Linked DNA regions of Gossypium hirsutum: region 2 is linked to region 1. The links are chromatin contacts, called in public Hi-C maps. All regions are on one chromosome and are shown on one strand. The core of a region is the stretch at or near the end of the contact, and the rest is flanking DNA. Distances in the headings are between cores, read along the strand shown. Region 1 overlaps LOC107942311 (plastid division protein PDV1). Region 2 holds the start of LOC107942309 (ubiquitin-conjugating enzyme E2 28).

Region 1 (6,012 bases), core at 1,600-4,099:
TACCGGTCTATTTCTGAAAACTTTGGGACTTGATTGAGTTAAAGTCTGGATTTAATATAAGAGGGCCAAAATAAAATTTTAAAAGATTGAGGATGAAAGGTAAAAAAGATGTTTTAGAAGTATCTAATTTGAATTTGTTGTAATTGAAAGGTATTAAAGTTAATACTATAGCGTAAATTGTATCTTTATTTTTCGTTTAAAATTAAGAATAAAAAAGTTTATGTATTTTAGGAAGAAAAACAAAAAACAAATTGGTGAATTTTATAACAACCAGAAAAAGAAATTATTAATTTAAGGTTAAACTATTAAAATAGTCATTTTTGTTTATCTTAAGTTATATTTTAGTCAATTATATTTGAAATGTTACGTTTTAGTCACTTATGTTAACATGTTGTAACATTTTAGTCACTGAATTGTTAATTGCCGTTAACGGTGTAACGATATATTGACGTGGCACGTTAAATCATCATTTCAGACAAAAAATTTAGATTAAATTATACAATTGATCCTCATATTTTATAAAATTTTAAATATTTTAAAACTTTTTCTTTATTTTCCATTTTTCTTTTATGTGGCGCAAGCAAGGAGATTTTAATTTCAGAACACAACACCATTTTTGGATGAAGCCAACCCCACTGTCCACTTATTAGAAAAAGTATATACAATTCTCTTGCACACTCAAATTGTATCTTAATTTTAAGTTCTCAAAAATTAAAATTAAAGAAAGAAAATATGGTATCCAAGGACGAAATTTCAATAATTTAGGTTCTCTTCTACAGGAACAATTGATTGATTAAATTCTTAAAAAAAAAAGAAAAAAGGGACTAGAATGAGGGTCTCAAACAAGAAATCTAGGCCCATCATGGAGCTTCGATGTTTGGATTATTGATTCTTTTGTGAGTATTTATGGTACTAGATTTGAGGATTGAAGTTGTGATATTGTTTGCATTGCAAGTGAAGGGTGGGGTGGGGGTAGGGATGGGCTCGAAACCGTGAAAATCCCTAGCTCCTACTTATCGGACTTTGGAGACTGTTTGGGACACCGATGAAGATGTGCCTGGTCCTAAGTGTGGTCACATCCTTTGTAACACCCCTAATCTATATTCGTCACTGGAACAAGGTTACGAAGTATTATCGAAGTTTACAGATCAAGTACAAACACTTCATACATTTCTCATTTATATCACAAATCAATCATAAACAATCATATTGTCCCTTATATGAGCTCTCGAGGCCCATAATATGCAATAGAAATAAGTCGGGATTAATCCGAGTACTCAGAGAATTTTTTGCAAAATTTTAAAATTTTTCCTAGGTGCAGGTTACACACACCCGTGTGGTCAGGCCGTGTAGCTCTCATGGTCAATAGACACGCCCATGTCATATGCTGTGTATGCTTTCGAAATAAGCCACACCCTATTAAATTTGGTCATTTTCATCAAATTAAACATGTAATCGGTAAAATTTTCTTAAAGAAATTTTTCATACGATATTTCTATCATAATTCAGACCATAAAATAATATTAAAATAATTTTTCTTTTTGGACTCGGATTTGTGGTCCTGAAACCACTGTTCCGATTTCACTGAAAACAGACTGTTACAACCTTACTACCGTCATTGCCACCAAGACCCAGGGTCCTAGGCTTACTTTCTTTGGTGTTGCCACCTCCATTAAGGGTGGTGCTTCCTCTTCTTCTCCTGGAATCAGTTAATATATCTCCCCATACTCTATAAGTATAAAAAAGTTATAACAAATGGAAAAAATAAGAAAACTACGCTAAAAGAGATGGAGAATGGAGGAAAACAGAGGGAGAAGCTGAAAAGAATGGAAAATAAAGGGGAAAAAATGGAAGTTAAAAAAACATAAAAGAAAAAAAATTGCTTAAAACGAAAAAAAATGAGAACCAATTATATAATTTAACCTTCTTTTTTTTTTTTGAAATGATGATTTAACGTATCACGTTAGCTTACCGTTACACCGTTAACGACAATTAACGGCTCATTGATTAAAATGTTACAACATATTAATGTAAGTAACTAAAATATAACCTGATGTAAACAAAAGTGACTATTTTAATAGTTTACCTTTAATTTAACGAAATACGATGAAATAATGTGAAATTTTTTTAAGTGATGTATCGTATTTACTCAACTCATTGTAATATAATTCAAATTTTGTGATTTAATCGGTGAATAGGGTATGTAATCAAGTCGAATTAAATACAGAATATGGGTTATGCGGACTTATTATATTATTTAAAAATATCATATCATATTTTAAAATAATCACAAATTATTTAATTAAGTTCATAAATTAACAATTTTTCTCGACTAATAAAAAATGGTTACTTTACTGTTTTTTAAATATTTTTTAAATACAATATTAAATTATACTATAATTCATGAACTTGTATATTTTGATATCAAGATATTTTTATTTATTTTTTAACAATTTCATTATAATTTTTAATCATATTTATTCTTTTTGGCATAATACTTAAAACTACCCATAAATTCTCCTCAACCCATAAAGAGAGAGATAATACGCTCAAACGCACTTAAACTCGCATCTTTCTCCATTAACAATAATAATCATATCAATTAACTTATGACAAATATACATCCTTATCTAAAGAAAAGAAAATGGTTTGTCAAAGGAGTGATCAAAAATCAAAATGCTGAAAATCCCGAGCATGGATGAACCACAAGTAAAGTGGTTGACAGCCGTCCAATCTAACCCTTTGGGTCCACAAAATCAAATTGATGGACTGAGCCCATTCACATGTATCTGTATGACCATTAGATTTTCTAACAGTGGGTCCAGACAATATAAGAAATTTTAAAAAAAGAGGGGCCCAGTAGACAATCAGGTGATAGACACGTGAAATTTGTATGGAGACTCCTGTACCCAATTACAGTCCCAGTCAAACTCGTCTTGTGTTTTTATAAATCCACGTGGCTATCATGATCAAGTTCCCAACAGGTTTAATCATGAGACACGTGGATTAGACATATTCATTGGTAGGTAATATTTACCTGTAGCGGAGCACATGGCAAGGAAGAAAAATAAAAAAGCAAAGTCTGAATTTGTTATTTCTATTGAACATAATTAAATAGCATACAAAGGTGGCCGAAGACTTTATTTTATTTAGAGGCATGTTTCTTGACTGTCGGATGCACGTAAAAACACAATCTTCTATTTTCGCAATTTTTAATGAAAGATGTGTGACCTTTCGTAATACAAATATTTCGTTCCATCTTATTAAAGTCAAAAGGGAAGAAAGTTATGTTGCTAAAACATGAAAAAATAAATTAGAAAATTATATATAGCTTGATTGATATCGATATTCTTGTCAGTGTCGGAGGACATGGGTTCGAGTGTATCGATGATTATTTAAGGATTGAGGAGGAGTTATAAATAGTTCTAGACACTGTATCAATAATAACATATATGAGAAGAACATATATTAAATTTCAAAAAATATATATACTACATACATAATAAATAGAAACATAATTATAGATTTAATTATTTTAAATTTTAAATATTCTTTTTCTAAAGAAGGAAATTTATAATATCTACATTATTTTTAAAATTGACTATAAAATAATATATTTTATTGTGTTGTGCTTATAAATATTAACTTAGTTTTTAGTAGATTTTCATGTATCATTAATATTATACGGTTACTTTCATGTGTTTAATTACTTATTTCTTATTGAAAACGAATGATTATATCTACTTAATATGAAAATTGTTATATCATGTAAACTCAAATTAGGCTCAAATTTTTACATCTATAATTAAATCAAAATGAAATTTTCATATACATTCCTCATATCATATATTAAATTGAAATTAAAATATCTATACCCTAATATAAAAGTTGTCTCTCAAAATTTTCTCTGAGGAGCTAATTTTATGACAATACAACAATGTCTTAAGAATTTATTTAGGAATGGTGGCTTGGAATCATAGAATATGATTCGTCTTTGGGTTTATTTAAGTAATTGTTCCTAAATTATTTGTTAAATTTTAAATTAGTTCCTAAATTTCAAAAATATTTTATTTGTATCTTTAAAGTATTATTGTTGTATCAATCATGCCATTATGTCTGCTTAGCTATTAATTTGGACATTAAAGGCTAGTTTGAATCCAACATGAAACATATGTAAAATACGTAGAACAAATTGTAAATACATGTGTACTTATTACATAAACATGTTGAAAATGTAAATGGAATGGTATCAAAAGCATTTTTTAAAAAAGAAAAAAAAATCAAATCTATATTATTCATACACAATTAAAAACGATGTCATATAATTTTAAATACATAGTATAGTTTTGGTGTTATCAAATGTTGTAATTAATTTTATTTTTTTCTATAGTTTTGGTGTTAGCAAAGTGAAGCCGTATTTTAGTAATATAGAAATTGAACCCCGTTATAAACAATAATGTGGATTGTTATCGAGGATATAAAAGAAAAAGTAGAAGATGATATTGAAACTTGGGCCAGGAATTAGTGTAAGTGATGGCAAGTGGTTGAGCTGACAAATTTACCCTATCACCCATGAATGAGTTATAAGAGTGACGCAACTCAAGCTCTGACACTGGAACTTATATGATAATCAATGAGATATTGGTGCCCCCTAAATGCTTCAACTTCCATTCCATATACAAGCATTATACTATTTTTTAGTACTCAACTCACAATCTTAATCCAACTTTTCATTTTTTATATTATAAAATTACATTCTCATTCTTATTATTTAGAAAAGGGGAAGTCGACTTGAGCTTAAAGTCGAGTCCAAGTTCAAGTAAAAATTTGAGACTGTTGGGCCCAACAAGAACTCAAAATATTTCAGGCTAGGAGTTCTTCTCGAAATTGGGAGGATCTCAGGTAGCTGGGCCTAAGAAAATATTTATATTTTCCAAACCCCCAAAACAACAGGCATTAAAGACTGTTGGGCCCAACAACAAACGACTTCGATGTTTTTGCATCTTAAAACTCCAAAACAGGCATTTGATGATTGCTTTGAATTTTAAGATTTTTTTCAAAAAAAAAAAAACTATATTGGATTGATAAAAACCTCTTTCTTTAAACAATTTTTTTAATTAATAAGATTTGAAACTTTAATCTTTTTTATTTTATATTAAAAACAAAATCATCAAATTAACCTGAATCAGTTGGATCAAACTTAAAATTTCAACAGTTCTACCACGAGTCTCAAATTTTTAACACTGTTTTGGGCGCTACTGTTGATAAAAGTACCATGGAACGGAAGTTCCAATACTAGGTGTCAATTTTCGTTTCGCTTTCTTTACTAAAAAAAATGAATAAATTAATCTTTATACGTCATATCAAAGAGCAAACTCATTTTGTTAAAATTTTCATCCATTTCTATTTTTAAAAACTGTCGTAATTGACTAAATAACCAAACATTTACATGGGACATACCACGTACAAAGACAAATTTTTAATAGTAAAAACCAATAGAAGGATAAGTTTGCTTTTTAAATTAACATGCATGGACTAATTTGTCAATTTTTTTAGTGGAAAGGGCAAAATGCAATTGAACTCTTAATACAAGTGCCTCTACTTTTCCCAACTATTTATTTTAAAGGATAGATTTAAGAAAATCCACTCAACATTATATATTATAGAAATTTCAAGACACTTGAGATGAGACAGAGCCATAGCCATAGCCACATCCGGCTCCCATATGGCTCTGCCATTGTGTGAGGTAAGGAAAATAACATACTTTGCAAACCGAAATCATCTTCTTCAGCTTCACATTCACTATCAAATTTAACAATAAATCTACTACCTCAACAACCAATACCAGCAACAGCAATCACAATTTTCACAACAGCTCAAACTATAGGACAATAGATTAGAAGCAAAAAATTAAAAAGAAAAAGGATAGTATTCTTTGCTAACCTGCTCAGCCAAAATCTTGAAACTCCTCCTATTGGGAGAATATGAGAGATAGCAAAGCTTCTTCAAATT
Region 2 (6,012 bases), core at 905-3,404, 37 kb before region 1:
CATGAATTTGTCAAATCTAATTTTTTTTTTAAGAATTTCAAATTTATTATTAAATAGATATTTATTAAATCTTAGGATTTGAGAAATTATTATTGTGGCATTTTCAACCCGTTCAGTACTTAATTTACACTATTTTTAAAAAACTAAATTCTAATTCTAAAATCTTACTTCTCAAATGTTACTTTAAAAAATTCATTTAATTATACTATTAAAAATTGTTATGTCTAAAGGAATAATCAAACAGTGACATATGGGATATCACATGTACTTCGTGCTGATGTATAGAGACCAATTTTTAATTGTAGAAATGAATTATTTTTTAAAAAAATAACCAATTTGCTATCTAATCTAACGTGTATGGACTAATTTGTCTATTTTTTTTAGTAAAAGAGACTAAATGTAATCTAACTTCTAGTATAAAGATCTCTATGATATTTTTATTGTCTATATTATGACATGCACCAACATTTGGGTGTAATAAAAAATATAATAAAAATATTTAAGAAATAAATTTATCTTAAAAATAATAAAAATTGTGAATAATTTTATTAATTAAGACAAAAATAATATCAAGACAAAAACAAAACACTCTATTAATTAACTATTTGATATGAACTTATAATCTATTCACGAGGTTGTTTTGATCATACGATAAATACTACAATGAGGCTTTATTCTCTCATCACTCACTTTTTTAATATTATGACATTGTTAAGTATAATTTTATTTTATACTAATTTATAATTTCATTATTTATTTAAATTTAAAATTTTCCATTTTCCCGGCTGCCCCCTGAATTCGTCTGGTGGGACTTGCATTGTTCTCGAAGATCTTTTGTAATTTCTATCAAGCATTTTCAACGGAAAAAAAAATGATTCCAAGTTCCTAATGGTCCAATGTCTCCATTTCTAAATAAAAACGGTCCAATATAAATACATGCATATATTCTTCTTATTTTTTAAGTCGAAATCCAATATTCTTCCAATTCTACTTTTGGTATTTTCTTTGCTATAAAAAAATGCTTTTCTTTTTCTTTTTCTAAACAATAAATATGTTGAATTGTGTAATTTAACTCGTACTCTCAAACTCGATTAGTGATTTTGTAAATAGTAAAGTAATATAAATAACTTTAAAAAAGCATAAAGAGTAGAATAAATTTATTAAATAAATAAAAATATAATGAATAGAAATAGCAAAGTTGATTAAATCTTCGCTAAGCTCATGTTGTTGTAATTGTAATAAATTATAAGAATGTGGGTTCAACCGTCTTTAAATTATAAGAGAGTTATTTATAAAAGTAAGCATTGTATAAATAAAAAAAGGTAAATTATATTTAATGTCACTGAACTATTAATAAGTTTACATTTTGATTATCGAACTTAAAAAAGTTATAAAATATTTATTGGACTATTCAAAAGTTTTTATTTAAGTATGTTGTAATTTTTTTTTAAAGTTTGGCTAACGAGCTCCAAGCAATGATTCGATAATTAATACAATAGATTAGTACCCATTGACGAGTAGAAGAATATATCTTAGATCTAAGTTGATGGAACCATCAGTGTCAGAGATTAGAAAAGAAAGTCATTTGGATTTTGATTTAAAAATTCGTGACATTCAAAGTTATTTTATGAAAAAAATAAACTATAGAAGAGGAGGGAATGAGAGATTTCGATTAGTGGAGACGATACGAATAGAGAATGTCATACAATAACGATTTTTACAACCCAATAACTTAAATAAAAACTTTCGGATAGTTTAATAATCATTTTGTAACTTTTTAAAAATAAGTGATCAAAACATAAATTTACTAATAGTTTAGTAACCTTGGTGTAGTTTACCCATAAAAAAACAATCATTTTGGAAGTAGTGTTGTAATTATTGACTTCATTGATAGTTATCCCTTGGGCCACAGGGTCTTAGTCTTTCCCACACAAAACTCACGGGTTTTGACCCAGACGGCCAGACCAAGCCAACTCAATCGACAAAACGCGTTCGAGACCGGATCCAATCACAAATCGAGGAACCCGAAAGCGACACTCATGTTTAAAAAAGACTCGTGCCTGTTTCGTTTTTTCCCCGAACGACCACGGGCAACGCGTTTAGTCAGTTTAAAGAATCTCATTTTCCAACGTAAAAAAAAAAAAAGATAGAGGAAAAGGAATAAAAGAAAAAGGAAACACAGAAAACCAGAATAATAAATAAACGGACTTAAGTCACTGGCAACTTTCGGCTAAGATGGTGTGATCTTTCATTTTTAAAAGTATGGGACCCACACACAAAGCCAATCAGAGACTATCAATAGAGCTCGGTCCACCCGTATATAATATACCGCCACTACACCTTATTATAAATTCTCCTCTCATTTGTTTTTGTTTTTCTGCTCTTCCCCATATTAAAAGCCTGCCTTCTTCTTCTTCGATTAATATTTCTCTTCTCTAATCCACCTAAAGCTCCTTCAAGTTTTCGAAAAACACAATATATTTAAAAAAGAATAACTAAAAGCACCTTTTTGAGGTTCGATCTGTTCGATTTCTTGCATTTGATTGTTCATTTTTTGCGTTGTTTTGATTTTTTTTTTGTCAATGGTGAATGGATCGTAGGTTTTGAGATGGCATCAAAGCGGATCTTGAAGGAATTGAAAGATTTGCAGAAGGACCCTCCTACATCATGCAGTGCTGGTATAAAATATATATATACGCCTATAAACTCATTCTTTTCGTTATGTCTTTTTATTATCTTTTTTCTTGTATTGATGTATTTAATCTTTGTGTAAGACGATAGATTTCTAGAGGTATATATATTTTTTATTTGAATGGGTGATTACAAATGACCGGTTTGATGTAATTATCAGTTATTTTTGCAGCGGAAAATGATAGATTATTAGTAATGTTTGTTTGTGATTATATTGAAAGGATCTAATTTTGATGTCTTGTTGTTATAATGCTCGTGTGAGAAGACAGTTCTTGGTATTTATGTTTTGGGATTTAAAATAGGATTCAAATTCTATAATTATCAGTAATTTTTTACTCAAAAGATGTTAAATTATCTATAATGTTTATTTGTGATTATTGGAAATGATTGTAATTTCATGTTTTTGATATAATTTTTAGTGATTTTTTTTTTGCAACAAAAATGTTATATTATTAGTTACGTTTACTGGTGATTATTTAGAAAATGGTTGTAACTTTGTCAGCCAACATATGGATTTGGACGGCTGAGTTAAGTTTGTATTCTGCCTCGTAGTGGCTTCTATTCGTCAATTTGTAGTCTTTTTAGAACCAATAAATTGTAGCATCGAAAAAGAACCAAAATAATTGTAAAATGTTAAGCATTGATAAAAAATAGTTTACATTACAGTATGCTCAAATGAAACTTTTCATGAATTAAATGTGTTAAACTTGGAATTGCTCATTTTTTATATTCGGTCTTAAGAGTCATTGTTTATAACATGTCTAATCTATGGTTGTGTTCGAAACTTGTATAAAGATAGCATTTCATCATGCGGTGGCATTATTAATTAAAGTCTTTTACTTTGGAGTTCAGTAGTGGAAGGAAGGAAAAAGACTTCATTCGGTTTTTCCATGTTTGGTATTTTTCTCCTTTTGGTATATTAAGAGATTAAGAGGAACGAACATGAAAACCATAATATTCATTATTGTGTCAGCTAATTCTTGACCCTATCTGTGCAAGATAGGCATGACGGGGTAAACGATGAAGGAGACCCTTACTTCATTTAAATGTAGTATATGATCATATTCGAGTGCAAATGTTTTAATTTTTGGAGTGTAAATCAATTTGATGAACTGTAGTTCCGAAACCAGGTCTGTTGTCTAATTGATTGGGACTATCCTTCCTGAGGAATCCCAAGGTTTTTTGACTGATTTGTTACGTGCCTTCAAAGTAGCATTTTTTTTTCTTTCTGATTTTATGAATTTATACAGTTTTCTAGGTATGCACTTATCACCATTTTGCTTGTAATTACATATTTGACATTGAGTCCCTCATCTGCATGTTCATGATATTTCTTATTGCTCTCGTATGCTGCTTATGCTGATGTTTTTCGGTAATTGGTTGTAGTATCTACAAGTGCTCAAGGAGTATCGTTGAGCTTTATTACTTATATATCGATCATTGATTATTTGACAATTTGCAGGTCCTGTTGCTGAAGACATGTTTCATTGGCAGGCCACAATCATGGGTCCACCAGACAGTCCCTATTCTGGGGGTGTTTTCCTAGTGACTATTCATTTTCCTCCGGATTATCCCTTTAAGCCTCCCAAGGTACTTTTTATATGTAAATTTTGTTTACCATTAGATGCAGGTGTTTACTCTTGACATTTGCAAGGGCACGTAATTTCTCTGTTGTTTCAATGCTTTAAAACACTGATCATTTACTTCTATTCTGTGTTGGGTAGCAACCTTTACGGTCCAGTTTATTTAAAATATCCTGCCCACATTCATCTCTCATTCCATTTTTATCAATATTGGAAGAAATTAACGATTGCTTTTTTGTAGATACTCCTTGCATTACTTGTTTCATACTAGATTAAATTGCACATGGAAGCATAATAGAAATCTTCATTGTCATTTTACTTGCCAAATGCTGGTCTGCCTAATGGCTTGACTGCAGAGAATGAAAAATACAATACATAACAAAATTGGAGTGCTGTTGAGAGGCCATAAATATTCCCATAAGCTTGAAACGGTATAAAATATATGTAAAATGAAAATTGATGTTGCTCTGCATTGGTACAATCCCTTTTTTATTTGTCTGACCGTTCTTAATGTAAGAAGTGGTTTAACCCAAAATTATCAAGGCTAAAAGTTATACAGGTTGTTTATTGCTTCCTTTTCTCTCTTATTTCCATCTCTCTTAAAGGGTTTTTCCAAAATGATAATGAATTTGCAGGTGGCATTTAGAACAAAGGTATTCCACCCCAATATTAACAGCAACGGAAGCATTTGCCTAGACATCTTGAAGGAGCAATGGAGTCCTGCACTAACAATTTCCAAGGTAGTCTATTTTCTGAACACCTCATATTCATGTTCGGTTTATCAACCGTTGATAAAAACAGTTCCAACCTCAGTGATGATCAAATCATAATACCTACTGAATTGAAAAGTTAACCGCCCGAACACAAACCCGGTCGTTTGGCACACAATTTATTAGTCTGAGTATTATGTTTCATCTTTTCAACTGGTTAAACTTTTTTCCTTCATTATTATGTTCTCTCAGGTATTGCTATCAATCTGCTCTTTGCTTACGGACCCAAATCCCGATGATCCATTGGTGCCGGAGATTGCTCACATGTACAAGGCCGACAAAAGCAAGTACGAGACAACTGCAAGGAGCTGGACCCAGAAGTATGCTATGGGCTGAAACAAGCTCACCGTACTTGGGGGTAGGCCCTATGTTTTTCTTATATAGTATATATATTTATTTTGGTTTATCAGTTCTATCTGGAAAAAAAATCTGTTCTGTCACTTCAATTTCTAAGGCTAAAAATTGGACTAAGCTTGTCCATAAAGCGGCCTTAAAGAAGAAAACGCAAAAAAGCTGCTTTTGCTATTGTTGTATGGATAATGCAACCTTGGAACGAAGAAGCTTGTTGTGCCCCTGAATCTGAAAATGTCCACTATTCTCCCTTAAAATCGACATTCAAAATCCTAATATTGGCATTTACAATGCAATTAAATAATGTTATACCAAATTTTTATTTAGTTTTTATATTCAAATGTGACTTGAATAAAAATAGAATGTAAAGGGCCACCATAGTCGACTGAAGATGGCTGCTTCAAGGCTATATAAGTTTTATTTCTGCCAATTTTTTTTTTGTTTTCAGATTTTCTTTGCCATTTACAATATACGGGGTTGTGAATTGTGATGCATTTTTCTCTACTTGTAACCCCATTAACCAATACACTATGAGAAGTATCATGACTGAAATTAAAATTTGCCTGGTTTAGTTCATTGGTTTTTAAATTTAAAAAAAATTGTAATTATGTGTAGCA

What was found. Hi-C and Micro-C count contacts between places; a contact is called where the count stands out from the background.
Region 2: a contact with region 1 is called in a Hi-C map of leaf, with 2.6 times the contacts expected there. The contact joins the promoter of LOC107942309 here to the enhancer-like site in region 1. A contact is called at or near these places in 13 of 34 Hi-C or Micro-C datasets (anther, callus, fibers and 2 more).

The regions. Positions count from the first base shown.
Region 1 is chrA12:106,996,853-107,002,864 of Gossypium_hirsutum_v2.1, reverse strand. It overlaps LOC107942311 (plastid division protein PDV1), which reads right to left. Exons shown (of 4, transcript XM_016875961.2): 4 at 5,633-6,012. Among protein-coding and RNA genes, the nearest start is that of LOC107942311, 8.9 kb to the right of the region's middle. Within about 2 kb of position 2,849, at least 3 of the 9 cell types and tissues checked have an H3K27ac peak or open chromatin away from gene starts, as enhancers often do. A contact at or near this core is called in hypocotyl and leaf, where this site is marked.
Region 2 is chrA12:107,032,846-107,038,857 of Gossypium_hirsutum_v2.1, reverse strand. LOC107942309 (ubiquitin-conjugating enzyme E2 28) reads left to right here and starts at 2,154. Exons shown (of 5, transcript XM_016875955.2): 1 at 2,154-2,514; 2 at 2,601-2,678; 3 at 4,154-4,281; 4 at 4,910-5,014; 5 at 5,237-5,825. The coding sequence starts at 2,609. The coding sequence ends at 5,380.